Regions from separate parts of the Mus musculus genome. Here all the other regions are linked to region 2. A link is a contact called in public promoter capture Hi-C data. All regions are on one chromosome and are shown on one strand. The core of a region is the stretch at or near the end of the contact, and the rest is flanking DNA. Distances in the headings are between cores, read along the strand shown. Region 1 holds the start of C87436 (expressed sequence C87436). Region 2 holds the start of Nat8f4 (N-acetyltransferase 8 (GCN5-related) family member 4). Region 3 holds the start of 4933423K11Rik (a long non-coding RNA gene).

Region 1 (3,764 bases), core at 58-2,557, 530 kb before region 2:
GTCTTACTATGTACACCTGGCTGTACTCAATATGTGGACCAGGCTGGCATCCAAATCACAGATATCCCTCTATGAGATTTTGTACCTGCAGAATAGGAAAAGGACTTCCATTAAAGAACTAAGTACAGTGTGCTGAGTAAGATGCGACTGTAAAGCCATTAAAAACAGTTGAGATCTGTATACCAGTAACAAAGCTTAGTGCTTTGTGTATGCTATGCTTGGTTTTGAAAGGAAAGGAAAGGGGAAAATGGGGCTGCAGAGATGGCTAGTGGTTAAAAGTGTGTATTGCTCTTTTAGAGGGCCCAAGTTTGGTTCCAAGCAGTAACATCAGGGCTCATCTGCCTAAAACTCTTAATTCTGGGAAGTCCAACTCCTTTGACACACTGGATATACACACATGCATACACAAAAATCTTTTTTTAGAAAAGACTTTAAGGACACAGCATAGTTGTCTATTTCCTCAGCAGTAATTTGAGACCCGAGAAATGGAGGTTTAATCTCATTTTTTTTACTATTCGAATTTGAAAACATGTATCACTACGAATTATTACAGAGTTTTTTTCTTATTTTCCTTTTTTGGGGTGTGGTGGGGCGGGAGGTAGGGGGCAGGATTTCTTTGTATCGCTCTGGCTGTCCTGGGATGGACCGGGGAAGCCTCGAACTCAGAGACTCGCCAGTCTCTGCCTGTAGAGTTCTGGTATTAAAGGAGCTCGTCACCATACCCAGTTTGTTCTTTTCTTTTTGAGACAAGGTCTGTTATGTAGCCTAGCTGTCCTGGAATTTGAGATCTTCTTGCCTTCGCCTCCCGAGTGCTGGGATGACAGGCTGCGCCACCACGCCCGGCTTGCAGACTCTGTCTTAAAAAAGGATACACAAGGAACGCGACTTGTGAAGGAGCTCCGCTGGAAACCTGAAGGGTCTCCCGATGATTGTCTCTTCTCAGCAAGAGGGTGAGCAGCGCCTGGCGCTGGCTGAGGGAACCCGAGGCGCGGTAGGCTGCCCCCTGTCCCATGCGGCCGCTGAGCTGGTCGGTGTGGGGACGCTGTTTTGGGCACGTGAACACCGCCCCAAGTAAGAAAGAAGTATTCGAGTGCATGCATTCACACAAGGGATCCTGTGGAGGCGCTATTTACCCATTTTAGGAATAAAACTGTCTGGTTGGATCGAGACGTCACAGCTCGCAGACCTTTACTGATTGTAGAATCAGCCCGGTCACTGTCAAATAACAGAGTCCGGGCCACAATTCCTCGGTGTTGTTTAGGGGAGCGCGCCTAAGCTCAGCTTCCGGGAACGGCCGGCTGGAAAACGCACTTCCCATGCGACCCGCTTCCCGGCATCCTGCGCAAAACGCCCACTTCCGGCGGCGTCAAACTGAGGGCCCAGCAAAAATGTCAGCAGTCCGACACGCAGTTCCCCGAACACTTTTTCCGCCTCTGTTCCCACCCTAAGCCGTGCTCCGCCGGTGCTTGGCCTCTCCCACTTTGCCCCCTTACCTGCCTCGCAACTCTAGGAATCTCGTTGGTGACGACCCTCGCCGCGTCTCTTCTCCTTTTACAAACGGACTTTTACAAACACGTCCAAACTGTTTGCTTGTAACGACGGTCGTTATTGGTCAGATCAGCCCACGTGCGCCAAGGGCCCGCTCACCTCCGCTGAAGTGGCACCATGGGATTTGTAGTATTTCAGGGGAGTGCTCTCTTTTGGAAAACTACAGAGAAGGCTCAGGGTGCTGACACTTTGTGGCTTTACCTAAACGTACAGAACACACCAGCAAGGGCTTCCCGGTGGTCCCTAGTACATCGAACCTGAACAATTCTGTGCTGAAAACAGTTTTACTGGAATCGGAAGCAGAGCTCGCCTGAGCTTGTATGGTTTTCTCTCGCTTCGCTCTTACACATTATTGAACGACTCCCCCCTTGGAAAGAGCCGAAATAGACTTTATGTATATTTGTTCTTCAGAATCGTAAATCCCCGGCACCAATATTGTGTTTCCTGGAACTCTTTCTGTAGATCAGGCTGGTCTCGAACATAGATCCGCGGGCCTCTTCCCTCCAATGTGTTGGGATTAAAGACATGTGCCACCACCGCACTTCAGAAACACTCGGAAAGCTATGGTGCCTTAGGTGAGGCCGGTGTGTTCCCATAGCTTGGACACCTACTGGTGGTGCGCTGTAGGCACAATTGCTTTGCTCTAGCCAAATTTTACTTTTCTCCGTTACAGTGGCCCTTTTCTGGGATCAGATTTTTCTAATATTGTTTCAGAAACTGAAGGAACTAAAAAAAGAGATGTTTCCTCTCGCCACAATTTTTATTTGCTGTTAAGTTCAAAAGCATTCATATTTATACCTGGATCACATGGCTAGTTAGTTCCTAGCAACTGCCTCAAGTGGTGACCAGAGAGCATCAACCCTCATTTCTTTGCCTGGCATTGGGAAGTGTTTCTCCTTTGTTCTATAGTTCAATGTCAAGCCCTCCAATAGAGAGACATGCAGACAACATCTTTCTGGATGCTGTTTCTCTCCTTTCTCATTAAGTGTGCAGTGGTTCATGAAAGACCTTGTGATCCTCACCTCCCTGTCTTCAGAACCAGCCAACTTGGGTGTCCTCACACCAAGCTCTCCCAGGCTGCAATTTTCAACTGACATTTAAAAAAAAACAAAAAACAAAACAAAACAAAAAAAGCAGATAAAAACAAACAAAACAAAACAAAAAGCCGGGCCGTGGTGGCACACGCCTTTAATCACAGCACTTGGGAGGCAGAGGCAGGCGGATTTCTGAGTTCAAGGCCAGCCTGGTCTACAAAGTGAGTTCCAGGACAGCCAGGACTATACAGAGAAACCCTGTCTCGAATAAAAACAAAAAACAACAACAACAAAAAACAGGATATTAAGTTAAGCCATTCATTGCATTGTATGTCCCAGTGGTATCAGGCAACGCCAGCTGCCCGCTAGTTAGTGGACCTCCTCCTCAAGTGTTTCCTCACAGGCCTGCATATTCCTGTTCCTCTAGGACCTGGCTCCTTCTAAGGATCAGGAGTTCAGCTGTGATTTCAAGTTTGTTTTCCTTACCCTTTTTCCTTCTCTCCCTGCTCTGACTACACATAGTAGTTGCTTTCTGCACACTGGACTTCTTTGACTCCTGTCAACCTACTAGTAGTAGCCAGTGTTTACTTTGTTCCAACCTGTATTAGTTTAATCTTTTGTCATTTCCCTTAAAAATTGAACAATTTTCAAAACTGCATATAGGTATTATGCCTGCATGTACATACCTGGTGCTGGTGGAGGACAGAGAGTACATCTGATCCTCTGGAACTGGAATTACAGATGGTTGTGAGCTACCACTTGGGTGCTTGGAAGCAAGTTCTTTAACAGCTGAGCTACCACTCCAGCCCCAATATCAACCTTTGATCTGTCTCCACCCTAATAATTGTTCATTTAGAAACAAGTCAGTGTGGCACTGAAGGGTTTGCAGAAGAATGGAGATGGGATTCTAGGATAAACCTAAACTATGACTTGACAGACACTGTAAGGCTTGCTGTAGTTTCAGTGATCTCCTATGTGCCATTTGAAAAAGGTAAATATAGCCCAAACCTTATGTGAGGGCTGCAAGACCAGAGAGCAGTGTGGTGTCAGTCCCACGCATCCAGACACACGTTGTAAGAAACAAACTGGAGGACAGGAGTTGGATTCCTTTGTGTAGCAGATGAGGGAGCAAGGGGAGCTCAGAACCCTTTCCAAGTAGGCCTGAGCCTATGCGGACCCAGG
Region 2 (3,502 bases), core at 72-2,571:
CAGGCCAAAGTGGAGGATGTGTTTAGTAACTGGCATTGCTTACAGGGTTGCTTCGGGGCAGCTCATCCCTGCACTGGCATTCACAGTGTGGTGGGGCATTAGAGGTGTTGTGGAGCTGGCTAACTTGGACACTGGCATTAGTAGTGCAGACAGTAGCAGCCTCACACCAACACTGACTGAGGAGTTCCTGCCACCTCTTTATCCCACTCTTTCCATGGTAGGGACGCCAAGTAAAGCACCAGGATCACACAGTGGAAGGTTTTGTTTTGTTTTGTTTTGTTTTTTAGAGACAGGGTTTCTCTGTGTAGTCCTGGCTGTACTGGAACACACTTTGTACACCAGGCTGGCCTCGAACTCAGAAATCCATCTGCCTCTGCCTCCCACCTGCTGAGTGTGTGCCACCACCGCCCAGCCCAAGAACTAGCTCTTAACAGTCCTCCTCTGACTTGAACATGTAGATTATGGCTCCCTTGCCACCCCTCCCAGCATTTTCAAGTAGAGTCTGGGTGTGGGGTTCTCACCATCCCAGTGCTCATGCGAGTCCAGCAAGAGCATTACTCCTTGCCTCGTCTTCCCAGCCCCTAACGGTGTTGATTGCTTAGGTACTTGTTATGTCAGGAAGAATGTTTAGACAAACCTGATGACTTTCCGTTTGAGATGTTAGGTAACATTTGTTTCCACCCTCTTCAATGATATCAGAATTGAAGTGACATTTGCTAAGATATCTTTCAAAACCACTAGTAGCTAAAAAATACAAGGAACTAGTGTTTTCTCTGTCTGAGACATCTCTGGACCGCCTTCTTCCTCAGTCATGGGCTTCCTTTCTCTCAGATACAAGCTTTCCTTTCAAGTGGTTGAACATATTTTCCATGTAGTTCTCATCGTCATTTTTCAGTTTGTCGTGGGAAATCTGATGGTGGCCACCAAATTGGCCATGGGTCAAACATCATAAGAATTATTCAGAGCCTGAAGCATCCTCACAAATGAAAATGTGCTCTGCACACAGGTCTCTGTGGGTGAGTAACACTGATCTAGTTGTTTTACTTTTCTCTGACTCTTTATGGACTGTAGTTTCATGACCTCGAGGTATGTTGTATACACAAGATTATTAAAGTAGTGAAATGAGTGTTTTTTTTTTTAATTAGAAACATCGTGATTGAAGGCAAAGTCTGAGTACCTACTGAGCATGAAGCCTTAGAGACCAGTAGAGACACACTCCTACAAGCACAAGATCTTCAGTGGCCTCTGCTCTCTGATCCTGCCTCAGCCTCGGATCCTGCCGCCAGGGGGCGCCGCGCGTCCAGAGCAGCGCTGAGGCGCGCACCCCTTTCTTACACCTGCTCTCACACTTGGCCTTGGAGGGGGCGCAGTGAACTTGGGCCAGGAGTCTGCTCACCATCTCAGGAGAAAAGTGTCCGCAAGGCAGGAGAAGCACTCGCTGGGTCAGTTCCTGAGAGCGGAGCTCACCTTTAGTCTCGGTCGTCCCAGAAAGATCTTCCCCACGGAAACAAGTCCGCCACTTCCGGAAGACACAGTTCCCGCCCAAGGTGAGAGCTGCTGAGCTGCTGAGCTGCTCAGGAAGTCTTTCAGATGCTGGTGGGTGTCGCCCTCACCTTCTTCCGATGAGTCTTCCTCAGCACAGAGCCTGAGTTGCTGACAGAGAGGAAAACAGGTGCTTTTCAGGAAAAGGTGGAAATTGAAATGGTGTTTTGAGTCGTGCCTTTGTTCTTAGCCAGCCTCCTGGCTCTCCTTAGAAACCCTCAGGTTCTCCCTGGGGTGGAGACAGAGTACCACCACGGGAAGATTCACTGCCCTTTGCAAGAACATTCTGGACTCTTATCAAGTGGGCTCTCAGGAGGAATTAGGGAGGCATCCACTTGGGGAGGTGAGTGAGTGTTTTTGATTGAAGGAGCTCCAGGAGTGCTTGGAAGACTGGGGCCACATTAACACCCTCAACCAAGAGGGGCGTTCCTCAGGACACTGAGTTTTCCCGGACACTATGTTAAACCGAGGTGAAACCTCCTGTTTTTGGCATTGTGGAGGCAGTGAATGGCTTAAGATCAAGGCACTGCTCTTAAGGAGGCCACCAAGGACAGAATGTGTGAGAAGCAACAAGGACCTGCCACTGCAGGTTCTTATCCTTATTCTGCAGCAGAGACTCAATTCCAGTAGCACAAGAGACCACAAATAGGCTTTTTCCCTGAGGATTGACTAAGCTAGGGTATTGGGGGATGGGTGGGTAGGTGGGTCTGTGACATAGCAGGAGTAGCTTCTGGCTTTGGCAGGAATGTGCCCTTGCTGCTGGGTAAAGCTGGGAACAGAACTCAGGTCCCCATCTGAGTAGACTATAACCATGTAGCCTACTCCTGTAGTCCCACTTAATGCTACCTAGGCCTCAAAGAGTCTACAACCTACCAAAACAGTGACACCATTTGGAGACCAATATTTAAATGTATAAACTTATAGGGAGCATTTTGCCTTCAGTCGGTAACAGCAGCTTTCACCAGGACCTGGGTTCCAGCTTCTGGTTTACCATATGAAAGAAAACTGAAGGCAGCATGGACAGACAAGCCATGAGTTTCCTAAGCATGGCCTTGCCCCAGTAGGGTCTTAGTTATTCTTTTATAGTCATGTGCTCATGGTGTTCAGCCCCACCTGAATCCTGTTAAATCTACTGTCAATTTAGCTCCAAAATGTATGTCCACATGGTTGGAGGCTCAGAGGTCTTAATGTCTTCACTCTGGTCTCAGTGAACTTTGTGTCTCTTGGTTCTCTGCCAACCCAACTGATTCCTTTGTCAACTCAGACAAGGCTCTCCTTCAGACCATACAAACCATGAGATGCTGACAGATCATGGAATGCAAGATGGTGGCAAATCACACCCCTGAGTGAATTAACCATAAGTCATGCCTTTTGTTTCTGCCAGACTCACTTCAGAGCCTGACCTCAGGTAGCTTGGTTTCTTTCAAGCAAGGTTGTTCTCCTTGTCTAGCTGCTTTGTGAGCCATCTGGGGCCCCTGTACCTGGGCCTTCTCTAGCTCTCCTGCCTTTGGAGAGGTCTCTGCCATCTTTCTCTCTCTCCTGATTGATTCTCACATATGTATCAAGTCATATAAACACACACACAGTACATGCATCCCACTAATTAAAACAATATCTATCTGTTCCTTATAAGGGTCCGTGCTACATGCACTATATAAGTTGTTCCCTCTCCTCTCCCTCCCCCATTCCTCCCCCATCCTAATGTTTCCCCCCTCTATGTAGGGTGTCTTTCCTCCAAAACTGTGACATATTCTCTTCAAGCTGCTCCTTAGTCCTGCTCAGGGAATCTCTGTTTCTCTCCTTGACCTGAGAGCTCCCTGACTGATGGCGAGAGGCTAAGGAAGCTCTCCTAGAGCCTTCATCCTAAGTCCTCCCCTGAAACCCTCACTGCCTTTATCCTCTTTCCCACATCCTCTGGTTTTTATTATTGATTTTTATAAAGTTCTAAAGGCTATCCTTT
Region 3 (3,706 bases), core at 159-2,658, 530 kb after region 2:
AAATATTCTAAGCCAGGCAGTGGTGATGCATGGCTTTAATCCCAACCCTTGGGAGGCAGAGGCAGGTGGATCTCTGTGAGTTCAAGGCCAGCCTGATTTACAAAGAGAGTTCCACAACATCCAAGGTTACACAGAGAGGCTCTGTCTTGAAAATTGAAAAAAAAAATCTAATTTAAGGGTAGGCTCTGAAAGTTAACAGAAAAAAGTAAAGGCTCACCATGTAGCCCAGGCTGGCCTTGAATTTGCCTTCAGAGTCCTGGGATTATAGGCTGTGCTACAACAGCTTCTTTGTTATGCATCTTAGGTAAATTTATCTAACCTATAATTCTGCCTTCTGGGAAACCAAATTCACATATAGGGTGGCTCTGAAGAATGAGTGAGGTCATGCACAGAAAGCTCATGAGTCAGTTGTTGGCCGACTCTTGCTGAAATTCAGCATCCATAATTATTAACCATTATCTTAATAATGAAACAAGTGTGCTGGCAGTTCTCAGAACACAACACACAGTAGGCAAGTATGAATGGATTTAGAGGTGGAAGATTAGTCCTGTGGTAGAATGCTTGTCTACTACCAACAAGGCCCTGTTTGCCTTGTTTGTATATAAGGCTAATGTTTTAGCTAGCCTGGAACTCACTATGTAGACCAGGCTGGTCTCAAACTCAAAAAGATCTTTCCTCCTCTGCCTCCCAAGTGGAAGTGCTGGGATTAAAGGTGAGCACTACTACACCTGGCCACACAAAAGTTTTAAAACCAGTGGGCACGCCTTTAATCCCAGCACTCAGTGGAGGCAGGAATTTAACAATTCGAGCCGTAATCTACATAGCAGGTTCCAGGAGAGCCAGAAGAGACTCCGTTTCCAAAAAAAAAAAAAAAAAAAAAAAAGGGAGTGGGGGAAAAATCAAAGCAGAAAAAGATTGTTTTAAGTCCCACTCCAGTGATTTCCCAGCGGCGGCTCTAGGTCATCACATATATGTAGAGAGTTGAAAATGGGAGCGCATGTGCGATTTAGGGGGTCTCTAGAGTAGGCATCTTATCTACCCTCAAATCCACGCCGAGCAGAATGGATCTTCGAAGCAGCGAGGGCTTTCAGGAGTACAGGAGCTTGCAGAAAACCCTGACACTGTCCAGGTAGAGCGCGGTGGATAGTTATGCAGAGAGGTTCGGCTCTCTAGCTTGGAGTCGCTGCCTAAACGGGGCGGGGCCATGGTGGTAACCACGCCCACCTCTCTGCAGAGGCTGCAAGCGGCCTTCGTCCCTAGCCCCCTCCATTTCTTCCTTTGCAGTTCCGCACTGTGCACAAGCGAATCCGGTCGTGATTAAGGCATGGCCAGATCTCAATCCTCTCCCCCAACACACGCAGAGGCCGCGCCCTTCTGCACCGGTCACCTTTTAGAAGAGCAGCGGGAGCTTGAGGTTCCCCCAGAGGGGCTGGGCCAGTGAGAAAGCCCCGCCCACATCTTTGCAGAGGCCGCGCCCCTCTCTGGGTTTCTTTAGCTCTTAGGCAGCTATATGCTGGTGGAACTGGGGGCGGGGCCTGGCCTGGGCCTAGGCGGGGCGTGACGTCGCGGGGCGGCCGGCCGCCCGGGAGGCGGGGCGGCGGGGAGGCGGCGGCCCGCTTGGCCCAGGCCAGCCCGCAGCTGCGGCGGTCGGTGCGCTGCAGGCGGCGCGGGGGAGCCGGCTCCTGACAGCATCCCGCGGCTGCCACGTCTGTCACTCTGTCCCAGGGTCCGCCATGGCTCTGGTGCGGGACCCTGAGCCGGCGGCCGGATCCTCCCGCTGGCTGCCCACGCATGTCCAGGTGACCGTGCTGCGGGCCAGCGGGTTGAGGGGCAAGAGCTCGGGCGCCGGCAGCACCAGCGACGCGTACACGGTGATCCAGGTGGGCCGAGAGAAGTACAGCACCTCGGTAGTGGAGAAGACGCAAGGCTGCCCGGAATGGTGCGAAGAGTGTTCGTTCGAGCTACCGCCTGGAGCCCTGGACGGCCTGCTGCGGGCACAGGAGGCAGATGCGGGCCCTGCGCCCTGGGCCTCCGGCCCCAACGCCGCCTGCGAGCTCGTGCTCACCACCATGCATCGCTCACTCATCGGCGTGGACAAGTTTCTGGGCCGGGCAACCGTAGCTCTGGACGAGGTCTTCCGCGCAGGCCGCGCCCAGCACACGCAGTGAGTCTGGGGCGCTGGGAGCAGGGACAAAAACGGTTGAAGGCCTAACCGGGCGGGGCTGGTTGGGACGTCTGGACCCGGTCCTCCCACTCAAGGACACAAACCCGTATACTGTTTGTTACTTCTCATTCAGCCTTCTGCCCTCCCCAATTCCCCCTGACTGTCTCCCCAGCAGCCTGGTGGGCCTGGAAGGCCTGATGGAGTTGGTGTAGTGACCAAGCGTTGGCAGTACATGGCCAAGGAAAGTTCGGAATGGGATTCTGAGGCTGTGGGAATTCAAGAAGGGAAATTTAAAGACTTCAGGGTCTGCCTTCTTTTCCTCAAAGAGGTGACTAGCCTGTAGGTAGTGGAGAGGAAGTCTCACCTTGTAGAAGCAGGAAGGTGAGGTGTTATCTTCCAAGGCAAGATTGAAGGGAGACACCCCAGCCTTCCCAGGGGTTACACAGGACACTTGGCCTTTGAACGTTCAGGGATACACCTCACCGTATAGACGTACTCTGTGACTCTGTCTTAGGGTACCAGGACTGAGAGCATTGGCCCACCTCGGAGTAAAGAAGGGTACATTTGAATCAGCTTGGGTCAGTGGGACAGTGGTTATAATGCCCTCAGTTCTCCGGATTATTTTCTCTAGAAAGGATAGGAAAAGTTCTTATTGTTTTGTTTTGTTTCGAGACAGGGTCTTTCTACGTAGCGCTGTCTGTCCTGGAACATGCTATGTAGACCTGGCTGCCTTTGAACTCAGAGATTCTACTGTCTCTGCCTCCCCAATGCTGGGTTCAAAGGCCAGAGACACCAAAGCCTGGGAAGGGTAGGAGGTTAAACATTTATTTTGTCAGAGTGTGTCCTTTGTAGGGTTAAGATCAAAACCTAAGATTTGTCTTTGCTGTGGTGGCACACACCTTTAACGCCATCATTTGAGAGACAGAGCTGTGTGTATTTCTGTATTCCAGGCCAGCCAGGCTACACAGAGAAACCCTGCCTTGAAGACCAAACCAAATAAACAAAATAAAAGACCTAAGACTTGGATCACCTTTTCCTGTTTGGGCCAGGGACCATGTAGAAGTCAGTCCCCAGGGCTGACCACCTGCTGTGGCTTGCTTGGGCCAGTTAATTTCTAAGCCTCCTGGGTGGGGTCCCAGAGAATGGGTGCAGAGTGGTGTCCCTCCGTAGGAGAACTGCTAGGCAAGGTTTGCTGGTTTTGAGTAAGTCAAAGAAGGCTTGCTGGAGAGGGATGAGCCTTCAGCCTGGTGCAGACGAAGAGGAAAGCAGGCTTTGAATAGAAAGGATCTGACCTTGAGCAATTTTTTCTTTTTTCCAAAACATGACTAGGGAAGGGCTTTCCTGGCTGGCCCACTGTGGCTGGGGTGGGATAGACCTGGGCACATTCCAGGCAGGGCTGTGACCTGACTTCATCCTCCCTCCCCTGGCTTCTCTCCTTCCCTCATGACTTGCTGTTTAGTTGCTGGGTGTGGAGTCATGAGGTATAACTTGGTCCTTGTTTTCTTCTTTTTCCTCCCTCTTTTGTGTCCTCACCCTCCTTCC

What was found. Promoter capture Hi-C pulls out the DNA fragments that hold promoters and counts their contacts.
Region 1: a contact with region 2 is called in a promoter capture Hi-C map of liver, with 3 times the contacts expected there. The contact joins the promoter of C87436 here to the promoter of Nat8f4 in region 2. A contact is called at or near these places in 1 of 39 promoter capture datasets (liver), 3 of 115 datasets of contacts at active chromatin or transcription factors (double positive thymocytes, effector CD8 T cells and memory CD8 T cells) and 2 of 9 other capture datasets (adipose tissue and liver).
Region 3: a contact with region 2 is called in a promoter capture Hi-C map of pre-B cells, with 6 times the contacts expected there. The contact joins the promoter of 4933423K11Rik here to the promoter of Nat8f4 in region 2. A contact is called at or near these places in 4 of 39 promoter capture datasets (the HPC-7 cell line, cranial neural crest, erythroid cells and 1 more), 1 of 115 datasets of contacts at active chromatin or transcription factors (pancreatic cancer cells) and 1 of 9 other capture datasets (embryonic stem cells).

The regions. Positions count from the first base shown.
Region 1 is chr6:86,436,217-86,439,980 of GRCm38.p6, reverse strand. C87436 (expressed sequence C87436) reads right to left here and starts at 1,307. Exons shown (of 10, transcript NM_001364557.1): 1 at 1,134-1,307.
Region 2 is chr6:85,902,757-85,906,258 of GRCm38.p6, reverse strand. Nat8f4 (N-acetyltransferase 8 (GCN5-related) family member 4) reads left to right here and starts at 1,321. Exons shown (of 4, transcript NM_029331.3): 1 at 1,321-1,547.
Region 3 is chr6:85,372,556-85,376,261 of GRCm38.p6, reverse strand. 4933423K11Rik (a long non-coding RNA gene) reads right to left here and starts at 1,408. Exons shown (of 4, transcript XR_869208.2): 1 at 1,040-1,408. Rab11fip5 (RAB11 family interacting protein 5 (class I)) reads left to right here and starts at 1,628. Exons shown (of 6, transcript NM_001003955.2): 1 at 1,628-2,164. The coding sequence starts at 1,734.